2 separate regions of the Sus scrofa genome follow, and region 1 is linked to region 2. The links are chromatin contacts, called in public Hi-C maps. All regions are on one chromosome and are shown on one strand. Each heading gives the region's core, a stretch centred on a gene start, on an enhancer-like site or on the middle of the called end of the contact. The rest is flanking DNA. Distances are from core to core; before and after follow the strand shown. Region 1 holds the start of PER2 (period circadian protein homolog 2). Region 2 holds the start of SCLY (selenocysteine lyase).

Region 1 (6,323 bases), core at 1,675-4,174, 200 kb before region 2:
GAAACACTAAACACCTGAGGTCCACATCATATTTTATGGTGAAATACGGAGCACTTTTTCTCCAGCTGGGACCTGGGCAAGAATGTCCACTGTCACCATTGCCATTCGACGTGGTCCTGGAGGTGCTGGCCTGTGCCTTCAGGACTGCGATGCCAAGGGTGTCTCTCGTGAAGGGGCAGTGGGGACGCGGAGGCCAACACTCCCGGCCAAGGAGCGCTGTGCAGACGTGCTCAGTGCCTTTTCAGAGTCTCTTCTCTGTGATGAGGGAAAGAAACATGGCGGCTGCCCACTCATTGCTGAGGGACCCTCCTACGACATCCTGGGGGAAAACGAACGGGCACTCACGTGACACACACACGTCTCCCCCAAACAGAGGACAGCCTTCCTGGATCTATATTTAGTTTTCATGTGTCCATTTGTTTGTGTGGTGGCACTTGCAGCACATGGATTCCCAGGCCAGGGGTGGAACCCGTGCCATAGCAGTGCCCAGAGCCGCTGAAGTGACAATGCCAGATCCTTAACCTACTGTGCCACAGGGGGACTCCAAGTTTAAAACACAAAACCCCTTCTCAGCAAGCAGCTAGCACACCAGAGACACCTCTTTACACTGGTCCCCAGACCACTCGCAGCCAGAGCGCCGGCCCTCTGGTCACCGCCTGGTTCAGGGAACTTCCCACCCACGAGGAGCAGGTGGGCCTTGTCTCATCCGTGTCTTCAGACCCTGGACACCCCTGCCCATGCCCTTGGGCCCTCCCCTGAGCTGGCTGAAGGTGTCCTTGACAGGAGCAGCCTTGCTGCCCAGTGCTGGGCATGGGGGAGGCTGGAGAGAGAGGCTCAGGGTCAGGGTCAGGGTCAGGGTCAGGCAGTCTCATCTCCAATGGCCCTAGACCCAGGAAAGGCCTCTGCAGGGCCAGAAAGATCAACAGCATCCCCTCCACCTCCTTAGAGAGGACAGGATGGCCCCTCCGCGTGGACACAGTCCTCTTCCTGGCCTCTGGCCTTTGTCTTCCCAGCTCTTGCCCCAGCTGCAGGCTCAGAAACCGTGTAACCCAGGAGGAGAGCAAGCAGTGGCCAGCACAATGCTTGTCACACTCAGTAGTTGCCTCACACACAGCTGGCTGCCCGAGTGCACATGCAAACAAGAGAGCCAGCGCGTGTCCTGGGGGCTCAGGTGCAGAGGCGCCCTGCAGGCAGGGCCCAAGCATGAGTGGACAGGGCCGAACCTAAGCCAGACCCACTGGAGGAAACAGGCTGCTAGAAATGGACCAGGGGCAGGGGCAAGCGGCCTTAGCTCGGAGGCGGGGTGAAGGCTGAGACCCGAGGCCAGCTCTTCCCACGGACAGCATCCCCCAATAGCTGGGGCCCCTGGCTCACCACCGCCCCACCAGGACATCCTTCCTGCCAGCCTGCCTTCCCCGGTGCCAGAAGTTCTGTGCGAGAGAAGACTGCTAATCCTAGCACATTCCCAGGTCAGCGTAGACTCACCAGGAAAGAATTCATTCCCCCGACCTCCCACAACCTGAAAGCACAAATGCACGCGAGCGCACACCCACGCTCAGCTACCATCAGTGTGGATGTCATCACAGCCTTGGCCTGTCCTAGGGGTTTGCGCCCTGTTGGAGCTGGGCTGGAGGCCTCTGCCCAGGTCTTTTCTGCTCACCTGGGACTCACAACCCATTTTGATGAAACTGCTTCCGGACCTGCCTCATCACCCCTCCTACACCGGGAACTCCTTCCAAGCCAAGGACCCAATGAGGGGCGTGCCCCTCAATACTCAGGTGTCAGCAACCATTTGTGGACTGAATGCAAGATTCCAATAACAAGAATGAAGAAAGCAGCTGTGAGACCCTGAGCACAGATTCGATTCTGAGGAGTTCTAGAGGCCCATGAGGCTGATAATTTCTAACAGAATGGATTTCACCTTTTACTGGATGAATGGGTGCAAACAGAAAAGGCTAAAATTAGGGAGGAAATGCGATGCTAGGCTGAAGGCAGAATATAGAGCAAGACCACAGAGCAGGTGAGCAGGAGAATCTCTGCGGGAAGTGAAAGGGCTGCCTGTTTTCTCTTGCTTCCAGAACAATGCACCTCACCATTGACGTCAATGTATGCGAAGAAACAAAAGGCCTTTGGGAGTGTGCAGGGTGCAGCTGGGCCTGGATTTGTTTGGCATTTGTGTGCACGCACTGAGGGAAGGGCGCGGGGGGTGTGCCAAGGTGTGACTGTCGGAGAAGCAGAAGGAGGGGCCACCCTCTCCAAGGAGTGCGAGCCCAGCGGCGGGTCTGCCAGCCCATATGTAGGAAGGAGGTTCCTGAAGTTGGTATCGCCCCATGTCACATCCATGTCTGATGAAGCTGCACGCGCACCTGGCCGAGGTGAGGGGAAAAACGGACTCGCACATAGAAATACCTGATGTGGATTTGGCTTTGGGAACTGGCAGCTTGGTTTGCTACAGGCCCCGGATCATAACTCTTCTTCCCTCCTGTCCCTGGTCCCCAAGAGAGCCTAGGAAGAATGGATCAGTGGAAGGACAAACCACAGGCCTCTTCAGCCCTTCAGAGCCCAGCCAGCTTCGCCTCTTCCATTGGACCCTGCAGCTTCAGAGCCTGCTGGAGCGGAGCAGCCCTGCGGGTTCCTGCCCCACAGGAAAGCCTTGGGCCTCTACCTAGTCTGCGAGGAAGTTCTACTCTCTCCTGACGCTCTAGACAGAAGGCCGGGGGCTTACATGCCCCAAACAATGCTTACTGAAAGAACAAATGGCCACAGCCTAGGTCCCCAACACCTTTCCCAGTCTTCAGGTGCTGCCTCCTCCATGGAGCCGCCGGGCATAGCTCTAGCCCTGGTTAACTTACCGTCCATATTGCCCAGTTGTGCATTTCATTAAGTTCCCTTTTCATGAGACGGTCCCTTCTCCCTAATGACGTGGCTGAGAGCAGGGACATCATTTATTCCTTTTGTACATCCTTGTAGTAACAAGGACCCTCGTTGCTAAACCAAAACTTGCGACACAAGGTCTGAAAAATAAGAAAGCCCACCTGGAAGCTAGTGTCCTGGTAGATCTGGGGCAATTGTCACCCTGAATGGTCTAGGTGGGCGTGAACCAGAAGCTCCTGCAGGGCGGTTCTGTCGGGTCCCCTGGGCAGCTTCAGCGCCCAGCGATGAATGAATGAGAGTGAGTAAATGAATGAATATGAATGAGCGGATGAAAGATGCCTGCAGGGAGTTTCCCAAGGCCTTGGCCGCGGGCGGGTGCGCCTCTGGCCAGTTGTTCCGGGTGGCAGCCTCTCGAGCCCTGGACTTCAGGCGGAGTTCGGCTGCCCAGCCCGCCGGGATGCACAGGAGCCCTTCCCGGTCCCGCGCCCAGCTCCCCCGCCCCGCGGTGGTACGCGCCACTCCGCTCTCCCTAAGCCGACAGATGAGAGCTGTCTTGAATGGAAGTCTCCGAGGCCGGAAGTGGAAGGGACCACTCAGGAGGACAGGGAGGGAGGCTCGAGCTCCCCGCGTCTTCATTGAGGAACCGACGCGGTGAACATGGAGTTCCATGTGCGTCTTATGTAAAGAGAGCGATGGGCGCCTCAGCCAATGGGTGCGCGGCGCTTGCAGGCCCGGCCCTCCCGGTATGCAGATGAGGCGGCACTGCGGCCAATGGCGGGCGCCGGGGGCGGGCACGGCGAGCGGTCACGTTTTCCACTATGTGACAGCGGCGAGTCGGCGGCGGTGGCGGAGGTGGGCGGCCCTGAGGGCTACGCGCTGCTTTTGGCGGCGACAGCGACGCGGGCGCGGGGTCGGCGGGCGACGCGCGGACGATCGGGCGGACCGGCGGGGACACGGCCCCGGTGAGTGCGCTGCGCCGCGGGCTGGGCCTGTCGGCCTGGGCGCGGACCCACGTCCGGCCTCCGGGCTTACTGGTTACGTAACCGCCGCCGGGCTGGCGGCGGTCTGGGGTCTCGGCGGCGACGGGCTCCAGACGGCGGCAAAGGCTCCTCTAGCTCGCGGAGGCGCGGTCGAGGGTTTCCTGGGCCATTTGACTCCTCCTGGTCTTGAAACCGGCCTGGGGTGGGTACTGTTCTTCCCATTTCACAGATTAGGAAACTGAGGTCCAGAGAGGTTAGGCTACATGTCTAAGGTCACAGAGCTTCTGAGTGACTCTCACATCCCACTGTCCTTCTCTACATGATTTCTCTATGCACCCTCCTCTTCTCCCCTGCTTTATCCCACCCCACCCCCACCCCCCATGAGAGAAGGCTGGAAAGGCCGAGGCAACAGAGGGTCAGTATGACAGTCCCTGGGAACATGAAGGGCCCCTCCGGGAGCTGGCATCCTGCTCAGAGGCCAGAGAGTCGAGTCTCCGGCTGGGGAAGGACCACCGCTGGGCGCTGGTCTAGGAGTCCTACCTGGCCAGCCCATGAGTCCCCTGCAGTGGGTGAGCAGAGAGACAAGATATTTCCTGGGCCAGGCAGGGCCCGGACACCTGATGTCCACCCTGGGTCTCTGCGTCTATTCTCTCTCCCCAGGTGGGGTAGAAGCCGGGGGCAGGGGCCAGCGTGGATCCTCCTTTGGGAAGCAGCAATCAGTTTATGCTTCTGGGTGTACTTTGGCAGCCAAGTCCTGGAAAGGACCCAGGGGTGGGTGGCGGCCCGCTCCGGAAAGGCCAAGGTAAGAGATGACAACTGGTTGCCAGGGTTTCTGTAACCTACACAGAAGAAACAGTTTGGAAAGCTGATTCATACTCACAGAAAAACGGAGCCAGAAGGTACCCCGGAAACCATCCTTAGCTTGACTGTTGAGGACACTGAGGCCCAGATGCCCGCTGGGCACACGTCACGGCAAGGCCAGGCCTAGGCTCAGGGTGCCTGCAGGGTCTTTCCATCATCCGGAAGGAATTGATCTGGGTCGGTCAGAATCAGCTTCCGAAGTTCTGTCAGGGCCTAAAATTGGGTGCCGCTGAATCTCAAGGGGGCTGGAATTTGGGGGGAGGGGCCTCCGGCCCCCCAAACGTTAAGAATCCCAGCACCATGGCAGAAGCCCCTCCGTGAATACCTCTCGCCTCCCAGGCCCCTGGCAGCAAGGCCACCGGGTTCCCTCTGCTGAAAGCGGAGGTGCCCGCCTTCTGCCCCCACGCTCGGTCTCCAGGCCTGAGCGGGTTTGGCTGAGGAGGGAGCACGACTCGACCTGAAGCTTTTCAGCAGACGATGAGCTGTTCAACACAAGGCTCATCACTTTTTGTGAGGCGTCTGAGTGAAACGAGGAAAGGGACTCCTTTGCCTTAAGTGGAGCTGCGTGTGTGATATGCCAGCAGGGATGGGACCGTGGGTGTTCGCAGGTATCTGTCACTGTCATCTCCGTGTGACTCACTGTGCAGAACTAGCGCAGCCCCGGCTTTCTGGGGGGGCTGGGGTGCTGGCGAGGCTGCCGCTGGGGGACTCGGCTCCCACCTGGGGCTGGTCTGTGCCGGGGGCCGAGGGCAGACCGTGAGTCTGTTTCAGTCCCCAGCTTTTTGAATTCCTCTTGCCCTACAGGCGATTTCGCGCACAGGAGGCAGAAGTTTCTGACGTGTAGAGCCACCTAACTAACGTTAGCCTGTGAGGCAGGTCTGCCGTCCTTTCTTCGAAGGAAATAGGAGAGATTCCTCGCACTGGTACTGTTTCTCATGCCCTTCACTTTCAGAGAAACGCGGGGGCACGCCTGTGCTTTTAAATGATGATGTAACCGCACCAGCCTCAGCCCATCTCTGGCTCTGGCCGGCTGCTCTCTCTGTGGCCGGCAGGACCTCTCAGCATTGAGTCAAAAGAAAGAGTGACGCTGAGAGTGACCGTATTCGGCAAAGCTGACCAGAAACACACCACCAGGCAGCTCTGCAGCCGCTGCGCGCGTCCCCGCCTCGCGGAACACTGGCCCACCTGCCAGCCTGCAGAGACCCAGACAGGGCCTCTGATGGGCCCGCCCCCTGAGCCTTTCTGCTAAGCCCTGGTTTCAGCGCTGTGCTCTTTGCAGGCCCGTCTGAAACACGTCTGTTACTGTATTTCCAAGTCTAGAGCAGGCCGTGAGCGGGAAGCAGGGAGCGGGACCAAGGCCGCTGCCGGATCAGAGGCCGGCAGCTCCGAAGGCGGAGCTGGGCCTTCACCAGCCCCCAAGGCCTGGAGCTCCCTGGCGCTCTTCGTGAGGGGACAGAAGCCCAAGAACAGCTGGGCTGCCCCAGGCACCCAGACGCTGAGGCCAGGAAGCTGAGGTCTTTGCAGGTCCGTTGGTTTAAATGCCGTGCTTCTCCAAATGGGAGGTTCTACGTGCAGGGCAGAGATCTGGGCGGGGAGGGGCCGCTCCCC
Region 2 (6,569 bases), core at 35-2,534:
AAGGACCAAAAAAAAAAAGAGAGAGACACCCATTCCCCCCCCAATATTTCACATATTCCCGGATGGAGGGCAAAGACTCACAAACAAAAAATGCATTTCCCCCACCCCAGGGAAAGGTTCCCACAGGCTGGAGGGCAGCCTGGGCTGAAAGTGCCTGCATCTTCCTTCCACTCTGCCAGCCACTCAGGTCAGGAGCCTGGGAGCATCCTTCTCAATCTCTCCTGCCCTACACCGCGCAGGAGCAAGTCCCGTGAGTTTTGTCCCAGGACATCCACTTCTCCCGCCACAGGTGCCACCACTCTGGGCCATACCTTCTCTTCCTCCCGAATTATTACAAGAGTCCCCAACCGGTTCCCCTGCTTCCTGTAACTCCTACACTCTACAATGAGGCTAGAAGAATCTTCCAACATATGAAATAGTAATTTATAGTATCACTAAATTACACCACTCCCCTGCTCAAATCTCCAAGATCGCCGTCACCCTGAGAGTACTACTCCCCAAAGTCCTTCCTGGGCTCTGGCGCTCTGCTCCCTGACAGCCGCTCCAAGCTCCTCCTCTCCAGCCTCGCGCGCTCCGCAGTCCCAGCTGCCTAGGATCCCGCGGGCTCCTTTCGGCCCTCGGGCCTTTGCAATGGTTCCCTCTTCCCGACCCGCCCGTTCCCAGAACTTGAAAGGCTGATTCCTGGATGTCACTCAGACTTTAGCCCAAGTGTCACCTCCCCAGGAGCCCTTCCCAGGCCACGCCTCGCGTCCGCGCGTCCATCTGGCGCTCATCCCGAATTTAGGCCTCCCGCGCTGACAGCCAGGCAGCGCTGCATGCCCGCGCGGACCGTCAAGCCGCCAGTGACCCGCCGGCTGGCGCCCCCTCTCCGGGAAGGACCCTGCCCCCGGAAAGTGACCAATGGTTGGCCGCCCTGTCTCTCGGGGCGTGGCCACCGGCCTCCCGCTCCCCTCCGCCCTCGCCTCGCGGCGCCTGGAGGGCTTCCTGGAGGAGGGCGCCATTGGTTTCCCCCGCCTTCCTCTCCAGGAGCGTACCTATCCAGCAGACTCTTCTCTGCGTGCCCGTCCGGCACACTCGCCGCTCGCCCCCGCTCGTCCCTGCTCCGCTTCCCGGCCGCCTCCATCCGGACCCCGCCGCAGCCAGGATCCAGCCCGCTGGCCCCGGGCGCTGTCCCAACCCGCAGAAACTGTCAGGCTTCGGAGCGCGGCCGAGAGGAGCTGCGAGGGCCGGGGCGCTTCCGGATTGGCTGAGCTGCGCACTGCCGGCCAATCCTCGCACCTCAAAGATGCTCTGCGAGGAGGCGGGGCCCGGGCTGCGCGCTATCCTGTGACCGGCTGGGGGCGGGCTCGTGCACGTCACAGGGGCGAGCCCACGGCGGTGGGCGGGGCTTGCCTGGAGCCCGGGCTGTCAACAAGGTAGAGGCCCCAGGGGGCGCTGGGGGGTAGGGGGGCGCGGCCTGGACGGTAGGGATCCGGGTGCTTCAGCCCGCTGGGGCGGGAGCCCGGGTCCTCCGAGGCCGGCAGACCACGTCCAGTGCCACCGCAGTCCCGGGGGACCCGCTGTGAGCTGACCTTCTGCATAAGTGACTTGGGTGGAATTAGGACTCGTTTCCTGAGGGTGGATCTGAGGGTCTGGAGGCGAGGCTGTTACAGAATCCGAGGCGAGACGTGGGAACACTAAGCAGGGAGCGCGAGGCGCGGGAAAGCTGGATCCGGGATAGATTTAGGATGTAAAACAGGCAAGAATGCTGAAAGCGGAGCCTGCGAGAGAGTGAGAAAGGCGGTGACTTGGCGCCTTTGCCTGGGACAGGAACACCCCGGCAGGGAAGGCTCTGCGCGGACCTTTGGACCTGTCGAGTTGTCTGTGAGGCAGTCAAATGGAAAAGTCTAGCATTCGTGTAGTCGGCCAACCTTAACACAAGTCAGTTTTGAAAGCAAGAGGGCAGAGATCCAGATTGCTGAATTCTAATGAAGCCACCGTCTCTTGCCTTTTTGGCAAAATACCAATTTCTAAGTTTAATTGAGCTCTGAGCATGTGGCCAGGCACTGTTCCCAGTGCCTTTCATTTATTCTCTAGTTTGATCTTGATAACACCCCATCCCCTTTATCCCCACTTTACATATGATGAAATTAAGGTACAGAAAAAGTCCACATCTTTCCCAGGTTCACACTGGAAGTAATGGAGCCAGAATATAAATTCAGGAATTCTGTGCCAAGAAGCTGAATTTTAATTGGATGTTTGTGGACTTGCTCAATCTCCTCAACAGGAGTCCAGAAGAAGTTGTCTTTTCCAGCTCTGCAAGTCTCCACATTTCTGGATTTTTTTTTTTAATTTCCTATCATTCTCTACCTTTTTTTTTTTTTTTTTTTTTTTTTTTTTGCTTTTTAGGGCCACACCAATAGCACATGGAGGTTCCCAGCCCAGGGGTCAAATTGGAGCTGCAGCTGCCAGCCCACAACACAGCCACAGCAACACCAGAACCAAGTTTTGTCTGTGACCTCCGCTGCAACTCATGGCATCGCCAGATCCTTAACCCAATGAGCGAGGCTGGGGATCAAACCCATGTCCTCATGGATACTAGTCGGGTTCATCACAACTGAGCCACAGCAGGAACTCCTATTTCCTGTCCTTCTTGCTTACACTCTGAGCTTCTTTTTCAAAGGCAGCAAAGGACACATCAAGATTTAAGAATTAGACAGACAGAAACTCAAGGGCAGTTGAAAGAGGAGAAAAGAAAGGGTGAGAGGAGAGTCTAAGACTGAGTGTGAGCGCAGCTGAGCGGCGATCTGAGGTGTGCGCTGAATGCCACGGTCAGGACGGCTGATGAATTTGGTCGGAGGAGTTTGAGGAGAGCAGCAGGGAGGGGTGAGGAAGGAGCAGGGCTGGGCAGTGGGGAAGGAAGGGGGTCGAGGGGCACGATGAAGGGAGATGGCTTAGAGAGAGAGCATGTGTGCGGGCTGATGGCAGGTAGCAAACGAGGAGGCCGGAGGAAGCGGAGTTCCTGTTGCAGCGCAGCTAAGAATCCGACTGGTACCCATGAGGATGCAGGTTCCATCCCTGGCCTTGCTCAGGGGCTTAAGGATCCAGCGTTGCCATGGGTTGCCCTGTGGTCCGCAGACGTGGCTCGGACCTGGCGTGGCTGTGAAGTCCCAGAGGCAGGGAGCCAGCCTGAGACGGGGGCGAAGGCGGGTGGGGCGTTGAAAGGGAGGGGGCAAGGTGCATCATCTAAACCTAGACGCAAGGCTGTGAGGAAGGGAGCTGGAGGCGCGAGGGCCACTGACGAGGTGACTCATCTCGAGGCCTCCTTGGACCAGTTCCGCTGCGGTCAGAGGGTTTGTGTGTCCAGGTGGATAGAGTGACTGCAGTGGCGGGCTCAGAGAAACCAGATAGCGACGTGGCTGGCGACACCCGCACAGAGGACCAGTGCTGCCCGGCCGAGTGGCCTGGCCTCCTCTCTCCCTGAAAGCAGAGCATGGGGCAACAGGATGGAGTGGCCAGCTGACTCCAAGTGGGCGAGTCAAACATGCGACAGAGGCGCCAACGGGGTGTCTTAACTACGAAATAAGTGCCCAATAAAGACTAAATATTTGAGGAACGCCACCTCCATGGACAAGAGATACGAAATGGAACTCACGCCTAAGGGAAAAAAGCCACAGAGCCATCAGGAAAATCGGCAATAAAGGAATGACGTCCAAGGAGATCAATGGGTATCTTTTTTTTTCCTCCAAGGCAGTCGTAAAAAAAAGGGCCAACAACAAAGAAAAAACCAGATTGGATGGACACTATAATAATTGAAGTTTAAAAATGCCATAGAGTTGCCGGGGACTTGGCTGGAAGAGGTGGGTGAGTGGGCAGAGCACAGCTGATTTTTTAGGGCAGTGAAACCATTTTGAATAATATTCTAATAATGGATCCACATTGTACGTTTGTGAAAACTCCTATGATGTACAACACGGAGAGTGCCAGGGTAACTAGGGACTGTGGGTGCTGATGATGTGGCAGTGTCGGTTCATAATTGCGACAAATGTCACCAATTGTGTGATGTCATAGCAGGGGAGGTGATACGTGCAGGAGGCAGGTTTATATGGCAACTCTCCATTCTGCTCAGTTTTGCCGTGAATCGAAAACTGCTTTAAAAAATAAAGTCTATCAACTGTAACAGAACAAATAAAAATCTTACAAAAAAGATATCATCTGTAAATAGAAATACATTTCTTCCTTTTCAAAAAAAAAAAAAAGTCTGTTTTTAAAAAAGCAATAGATACGAGTCATATAGGCATAAAGCATGGATTCATGAGCTAAATGGCTAAGCGGAGGAATTCTCTCAGATGAGTGCTCAAAAGCATAGAGAGATGAAAAATAGGAACGAAAAGAAACAACCATCTAATGGTGATTCTCAAGTAGGAAAGACTTTTCTCTCCAAGGGACATCTGACAATATCTAGAGACAATTTTAGTTGTCATAACTAGGGGGCAGGTGCTTCTGGGATCGAGGTAGCAGAGGCCTCATAGGATGCCAGACATCCTACAATGCACAAGAAAGCCCAACGTGGGGCCAAACCTGGCCTCCAATGCCAAACATGCTGAGGCTGAGAAACCCTGAGTGGTTCCACACTTCCCCCGGGGGGCAGAGTCCTTCTGCCTGAGGACTTTGCTCAACATTTCTCCCTCCCTCCCTTCCTTTCTTGGCTGCACCATGGCATATGCAAGTTCCTGGGCCAGGGATCGCGTCTGAGCTGCGACCTCTGCTACAGGTGCGGCAGCTCTGGATCCTTAACCTGCTGCACCAAAATTTCTTACAGAGTTTGTCTGCTGGTAGGACTTTGCGGCTTTTGTACATATGACAAAAATCTTTATTTTTACCTTCATCTTTGATATCTTCCGTAGATATAGAATTCTATGGGTTCTTGAGTTTTTCTTTTCTTGGCCATGCCCAGGGCATGTGGAAGGTCCCTGGGCCAGGGATGGAACGTACACCAAAGCAGCAACCTGAGCCACAGTAGTGACAATGCCAGATCCTTAACCATCAATCCTGAGGCACCAGGGAACTCCAGAGTTTTTTCTTTTTTTTTTCTTTTGTCTTTTTAGGGCTGCATCCATGGCATATGGAGGTTCCCAGTCTAGGGGTCTAATCAGAGCTGTAGCCACCAGCCTACACCACAGCCACGGCAATGCCAGATCCAAGCCGTATCTGTGATCTACACCACAGCTCAGGGCAACGCCGGATCCTTAACCCACTGAGCAAGGCCAGGGATCGAACCCGAAACCTCATGGTTCCTGGTCAGATTTGTTTCTGCTGTGCCCCGACAGAAACCCCGAGTTTTTTCTTCTCAATGAATATTTTTCTCCACAGTTTTCTTGCTTGCATTATTTCCAATAAGAAATCTGCTATAATCCTTTCCTTTGTTCCTTTATATATTATGTCTTTCATTCTTTATTTTAATATTTTTGCTCTTACCACTGATTTTAAGCAAGGTAGAGTGCGACTTGGTGTAATTTTCTTCGTGTTCTTTTGCTTTGAAGTTGTTGACCTTTTATCTGTTTGTAGTATTTATCAGTTTGGAAAACTTTCAGCGATTATATCTTCAAACAATTTTCTCTCTCCCCTGCTCCTATGGGAACTCTAATCACAAGTTTATGAGGCTACATGAACTTAGCCCACAGCTCATTAAAGTTCTGAAGGTTTTTGCCCCTCAGTTCCCAGTCCCCCTGCACCGTTTTTCTTCTTTCCTTCCTTCTTTTGTCTTTTTAGGGCCATACCCACGGCATATGGAGGTTCCCAGGTTAGGGTGGAATTGGAGCTACAGCTGCTGGCCTACATCACAGCCACAGCAACGCCAAATCTGAGCCTCGTCTGCGACCTATACCACAGCTCCTGGCAATGCCAGATCCCCAACCCACTGAGCGAAGCCAGGGATAGAACCCAAATTCTCATGGATACTAATCAGATTCGTTTCTGCTGTGCCACAATGGGAACTCCTCATGTGTAAGTTTTCACATGGAGATATGTTTTCAGTTTTCTTGGTTATGTAACTGGGACTGTAATTGCTGGGTAATAGGGTCACTTTATGTTTAATCTGAAGAACTTCCAAAATGTTTTCAAAAGCAGCTGCACCATTTGCCATTCTCACAAGCAAGTATGAGCATCCCAATTTTGCAACCTTCTCAGCAACACTTGATGTCTGTCTTTTTTGTTGTTGTTGTTGTCTTCCCTCGGCATATGGAGGTTCCCAGGCTAGGGGTCAAATTGGAGCTGTAGCCGCCGGCCTACGCCACAGCCACAGCAACTTGGGATCCAAGCCACGCCTGTGGCCTTCACCTTAGCTCACGGAAACGCCGGATCCCTAACCCACTGACCAAGGTCAGGGATCGAACTCACAATCTCATGGCTCCTAGTCGGATTTGTTAACCACTGAGCTATGAGGGGAACTCCTGTTTTTGTTTGTTTGTTTTTAATTTTAGCTATCTTGGTGGGTGTGGTCTTGATTCTCATTTCCCTAATGACAAATTGTGATTTTTTTTTTTTCTTTTTTAGCCTGCTGGTGACATATGGAGCCCCCAGGCCAGGGA

What was found. Hi-C and Micro-C count contacts between places; a contact is called where the count stands out from the background.
Region 1: a Hi-C map of liver shows a contact between it and region 2, with 4 times the contacts expected there. The contact joins the promoter of PER2 here to the promoter of SCLY in region 2. A contact is called at or near these places in 1 of 47 Hi-C or Micro-C datasets (liver) and 1 of 2 datasets of contacts at active chromatin or transcription factors (alveolar macrophages).

Annotation. Positions count from the first base shown.
Region 1 is chr15:137,834,455-137,840,777 of Sscrofa11.1, reverse strand. PER2 (period circadian protein homolog 2) reads left to right here and starts at 2,924. Exons shown (of 22, transcript XM_021074888.1): 1 at 2,924-3,836. The coding sequence starts at 3,583.
Region 2 is chr15:137,631,791-137,638,359 of Sscrofa11.1, reverse strand. SCLY (selenocysteine lyase) reads right to left here and starts at 1,284. Exons shown (of 12, transcript XM_021074966.1): 1 at 1,035-1,284. The coding sequence starts at 1,123.